2 separate regions of the Xenopus laevis genome follow, and region 1 is linked to region 2. A link is a contact called in public Hi-C data. All regions are on one chromosome and are shown on one strand. Each heading gives the region's core, a stretch centred on a gene start, on an enhancer-like site or on the middle of the called end of the contact. The rest is flanking DNA. Distances are from core to core; before and after follow the strand shown.

Region 1 (2,783 bases), core at 171-2,670, 37 kb before region 2:
CGGCACCAATATGCCTTGAGGTTGCCGATATCGGACCGATCCTTGTGGGTCCTAGGGCCCAACAATCTGATCATATGGGCGATTGGATCGAGGGCCCACCTTTAGACTATGTTGAAACATATTCATTCGTAGGAAAAGATCTTCAATCCCCAATCCTTTTATCATGGGGCAGAGTGTTCAAATTACAGCAGAACTAGAGAATATAGTCCCAGTATATATTGATTTTATGATTTATATTCTTATCCTTTGTGTTGGCCTATTCACCAGAGCTTTACAGTCCCTGCCCCAGTGGAGCTTGCAGTCTAAAGTCTATATCACATTCACACACACTATGGTTCATTTTATCTGGAGCCGGTTATTATCTGTTATTACTTATCTATCTGTTCATACCTTCTCCTATTCATTATTTAATGTGCCTGGTTGCTAGGGAAAGAGGCGCCACATATACAGTTTAAATTCCAAACTGAAAAGCTGCCGAACAAAAAGTTCAATAATTCAACCTCCATAATAGAAAATAAAGGGCAATTGCCCAGGGCCTACCAGAATTGGGGGTCCACCAACAGACATTTCATCTGCTATAATTTTTGACAGAAAATGTAGACTTATCATTTTAATCAGCTGGAATAGTCCAGGGAATAGTTAGGGACCCACTCACAATATACAGTACACATAGAATAGAAATGTCACAATATAAAGCTGATTAGCAATTAATACAGATAATTACTACATGGCAGTACAGAAACCAGTGCAATTAGCATCAGAATTTAACAATCAGCCCTGTAGCATCAACTTACAGTATATCACAGGCCATATTCATTTTCTGCTGGATAATTAGTGACGTCCCCTAAGCTTAGCTTCTCAACAGCTGCTCAGAGCCCACTGAGCATGTGAGTGTCACAGACACTTTCCAAGATGGTGACCCCTGTGACAAGTTTTAGTTCCTGGATCATTGCTGCTATTGAGAAGCTGAAACTTTTGGCTGGGGGATATCAAATATGGCATTTTTATCCATATTCATTTTTATGGTTTAGTTCTCCTTTAGGTTGCACCCCAGAAAGCCAGGATGCTCCAGTCTGATGCTGCTATTTTCCTTCAGGACAGTTAGCCCTCAAATTGCCAAATTGTGATGTTTTCCTCACAGGGGGCCAGTCAGTAAACTAGTTAAGGCCATGGACACAATGGCTGAAGGCTCCGCTTCTCTCAGCTGAGAGAAATGGATCAACCCCATGCCCCTGCTTCTTTGATTCATATTACATCCTCCTGCGTGCGCTCACATGCAGTAGAGCCGAACTGGAGGAGGTCAACCCAAATACGTGATAGTAGGCTTCTTCAGACCAACCTCTACTCCACTGAGCGACTTCCACAGGCAGCAGTGGCTCAGATAAGTGGAGCAGTGGCATGGAGCGGATCCGCTGCTCTCGGCCTGTGTATTTTTGCAGGCTTGGAGAAGCAGAACCTTCAGCCCATGTGCCCAATGGCCTGGAATTAGGGTTGCCACCTTTTCTGGAAAAAAATACCGGACGTCCTATATATTTATCTTTTTTCCCTATTAATAACATTGGGATCAACCATAATTTTTAACGGCTAGGCCAGGAAAATACCGGCCAGATGGCAACCCTGCCTGAAATGAGATTTGGGCAGAATGTTTATTAGCCTTCTAGAAAGTCCTGAAAAAGCACTCTGATGGTCAGTCAGGAGTGAACCTATGTGAGCTAGGTATTCCTGGAATTATAGATGAAAGGCTGATGCAACGTTTCCATGTATATGTTTCCTTGTTATAAGATAATGGAACCTGAACAAACGTTTGACCTCACGGGAGACAAACGGAAAAAGTCCAAAAACCACTGCAATAAAGCCGGTCTCTATGTAGACAGATAATGGAAAGGCAGTGAGACAATGGGGACAATGTCCTTCATTTCATGTTTGCATTTCCCCAAGAGCTGTAGAATTAGGGCACACTATGCCTAATAAATCAGTTGCAACAGAAAGATAGAATTCAATGGTGTTTCAACGTTATCTGAGTGAGTTCTGCAGTAACGACAGTTATAATGGGCTGAGTTCTTTTGTCCTCTGCTCAGGATAAGGCTGAGTCATTGTGAGATATCTGGAGACAGGGCAGGCACAATCCTTGCTGGAGGACATGGGGGAACACAAGGGGAATATATACTGTATATATACTTTGCTAGGCCTTTGTTATATATGCTCTGTCATTCCTTAACCCCTTCCTGCTTGGGCTGTAGCAGGCAATGACCAGATGACCTGGATCTCAATAAAAGCCCCCGCATCCCATGCTTAAATTACTGCCATGCAGCCGATGTTACAGCCATGCTTGTTATTCCTGTGCATAGGCCTGTCCGTAGTAACCGTGCAGGGACCATCGTACATAAATAATGGAGGCCCTGGATAGATCAGGTGAATAGTGCGGCCTGGTGAGAAAAGACAAGAGCTGAGTCATGGTGACTGGGCACAGATCCCACATATGCTCACATTAAAGAGGTAGTGGCACTAAAATTTAACACAGTGTAATATAAAAGATCATAGTGAAAATGGATGCTGATTTTCCAGGAGTCAGGGTAATAAGTAAAATAATATGTTTTTGCACACATTTATGGAAACACAATATAACATCAGCTGTAAACCCATTACCCAAAGAGCTACAAAATACAGCACATATATTTGCTCCCTTTGGGCTCTGGGCAGGGGTAAGGTGTACTGCAACACTTTATATACAATTCCACCAGGCAACCCATTAGCTATCTGACCATTCAAAAAAACAAGCGGAC
Region 2 (2,912 bases), core at 272-2,771:
CCAAAACCATAAAGAAAAATAAAACTGACGCCTAATTGCATCTGCCAGTTTTAAGAGTTCCGACTGGCGTTTTCCCAATGCTTTAGCCTGAGCATAAGCTGCTTTTAAATTGATGGTGAATGTAAATCCATTACACGGGTTGCGTGTAAACAATCACTGTCACACTGATTGCATCACCTTTTAAAGGACATAATCTGGTCCAGTCCTAGACTCCTTGGGCCCTCGGATTATTGTGAATTAACCCCTATGCGTTTTCTATGCCGCAGATTCATCTTGAAGTCACTGTACAACCAGGGCAGATGTGCTCAAGCAAGGGTCAACTGTATCAGCATTTAAGATTGGTTGGATGCTAATTGTTAAGGTGGCCATAGATGCAAAGATCCGCTCGTTTGGCGCCAAACGAGCGTATCTTTCCCCGATATGCCATTAACGAGCATGGCTATATCGGGGGTGATCTGAACGTACGGGCGAGAACGATCCGATTACGATGCGCAATGGGCTCAGACGGGGTCGATCCGGTCAAAATCAAACCTGTCTGATCGACCAATCTCCGCCGGACGAAAAATTTCCGCACTCTCCACACACGATCCGAAAGGACCTGTGCGTCTATGGTGAGCTTTAGAGGGGAGCAATTTCCCCAATCCCCGAACAGGCTTATTAGCAATAAATGGAAACCATTTTGTAGAAAATATTATTAAAGATTATTTGTCCTATTGAAATCTACATTTGTCTGATTCATGCATAATTATTGTATTACTTGAATGTCTTTATTTAAAAAAAAAAAATTTAAGAGTATATGTCTGAATGTGATGCCTCCTTCCACTTTTCTTTGCTATGCATAAAGCCATTGTTCCAGTTACATAAAAAGTGTTACTGCAACATTTTTGTGATAATTTTGGCCAACACTTGGTTCTTTGTTGTCTGAATTTTACCACACACCCCCCCCCCTGTAACTGAGAGAACAGTCTTAAACTACTTCAAATGCACTCATGTTTAATATGTCGTTTTGCCATCTTTGTAAAATGCAACATATGCAGATATTTGACTCTTTTAATATAAGGGAGATTGTGAGTAAAGTGCAGAGAAACCACTGCAGGGTGAACCAGAATGTCAAGCACTTTGCAGGCAAGATACTTTCGCCTCAACCCCAAAGAGAGACTGCTGCGGCACCGCCCACTTTCTTCCGACACATTGTTTTAACTAGGACCGTACCAAAACGTACTGTAGGGCACATCTACCGACATTTCTCAGGAATTGTAAAATGTACTTCTATCTCTGTGCGTTTAGTATGTGTCAGGGTTGAAAAATAAAACATTTTCTGTCAAATAGGATCATCAATCGACATTATTTTCAAATCCCCTTTACCGTCAATCGTCCGGCCGCCCGCAGAATGGTACGGCTCATCAGACCCTGCCCACTCTCCTCAGGGGTGACGTCAGAGCGGTGGGATTGGAGGAGGCAGGGGAATGGCGGGATAGCGTCGCGCTGGGAGGCTGACGTCAACGATTGTATAAATTAAGAGCAGAGAGCCTTATTCTCTCATTCTAGCCAACGAGGACCAAGAAGAGTGGAATTGTAGAGCTGCACTACTGTCCACCTATCCATTCAGAATGAACGGCCAGTTGCTTAATGGTTTCCAGGATGATCTTATCGACGAAGGCAGCTTTCTCTTTACCTCAGAGTCAGTCGGGGAGGGGCACCCTGGTAAGTTAATGAGTCGTATTTAATCGGTGAAGAAGTGTCCGTGGTAACTGCGTGTGATAACTATAATGGCGGCATTTCGTTTCTGCCCGGGTTCCTGCGAAATGCGAGTCACGAAGAGCAACGTATCGTAGACTGAGAATACCGCCACCTTGCGTACGTACGTTTTCCTGGCGTAAGTCTCCGCATTGCAGCCATGAACACGTGGTGCGGTGTCGCTCTGGCTCCTGCTTCTTCCGCTCTATGTACTCTCCATTAAATAGAACTCTATTCGTTGCTTCTGAGCACTTCCATGACTATATAGAGTTATAAGGCTTCTGAGGTGACTTTTTATACCTTTTTAGCTTGCCTGGTCATGTGACCCGTTTTACACCGCTTAACACTTTAATCCCTGGCGCAGTTCTTATATTTTCTAGGAAATTGACTTCTGTGTTATTATTATTCAATAAAAATCCCAAACTTTGAAGAGGGGGTGGGGTTTTAACAGACTGTAAAGGGGAACTAATGAACATGAATAAATTAAAATGGAGCTGTACTATTATATTCTGGAGCCATTTTGCAGTTCAGTCTTGATTTATAATCTAATTTACTTCATTGAAACTGTCTTTTGTGACAGGGGCCTGGTGGCTAGGGATTTCTTCTGCAGCAGGGTCCCTGTGTTCAGCATTTGTGCCTCTGGATAAACAGACCCCCCCCCCCCTTTGGCAATTGAACAGGAGTGCAATAAGGTTCATACCATACAGTATCTGGCTGACCTTCTGAACTGCAGTCCTATTGCTGGATTGTCCGTTCCAGGGCTGAGTCAGCACTCCACATCTATAAATCACTCAACGCTGGAGAAATCCATCCACGAGGATTTATAACCGTGCTTTGAAATGCCACGCCCCTACGTTGGAGGGTGTGTGAGGGGCTGGCCCAATGGGACACCCTGCCTAGAGCTTTGGAAGGCCTATAGTATTTCATGGGCAGCTGCTTGGCTAAGATCTGCCTCTGCTACTCTGCCTATATTTAACCTTAAAGGGGTCACTCACCTCAAAATGCCCAGTCCAATGTTTTTTCAATTGCATTTATTTTAGTGTATAAACTGTACTTTCCCAGTGATCATTCATTAAGCCTAGTCATTGGTTCCAAACTATTATTGGCAGCTGAGAAATATTACTGCAAGTGGCTCCATTACACACAGCTTGTATTTTTATGGCCAGTGCTGCTTG

The links. Hi-C and Micro-C count contacts between places; a contact is called where the count stands out from the background.
Region 1: a contact with region 2 is called in a Hi-C map of the XL177 cell line, with 2.5 times the contacts expected there. The contact joins the enhancer-like site here to the promoter of mat2a.S in region 2. A contact is called at or near these places in 3 of 4 Hi-C or Micro-C datasets (the XL177 cell line, the XTC cell line and animal cap).

What each region holds. Positions count from the first base shown.
Region 1 is chr3S:27,749,843-27,752,625 of Xenopus_laevis_v10.1, reverse strand. No RefSeq gene overlaps it. Among protein-coding and RNA genes, the nearest start is that of polm.S, 35 kb to the left of the region's middle. Within about 2 kb of position 1,420, at least 1 of the 7 cell types and tissues checked has an H3K27ac peak or open chromatin away from gene starts, as enhancers often do.
Region 2 is chr3S:27,712,880-27,715,791 of Xenopus_laevis_v10.1, reverse strand. mat2a.S (S-adenosylmethionine synthase) reads left to right here and starts at 1,521. Exons shown (of 9, transcript XM_018255140.2): 1 at 1,521-1,704. The coding sequence starts at 1,611. It overlaps LOC121402132 (a long non-coding RNA gene), which reads right to left and starts at 1,499. Exons shown (of 2, transcript XR_005966592.1): 1 at 1,366-1,499.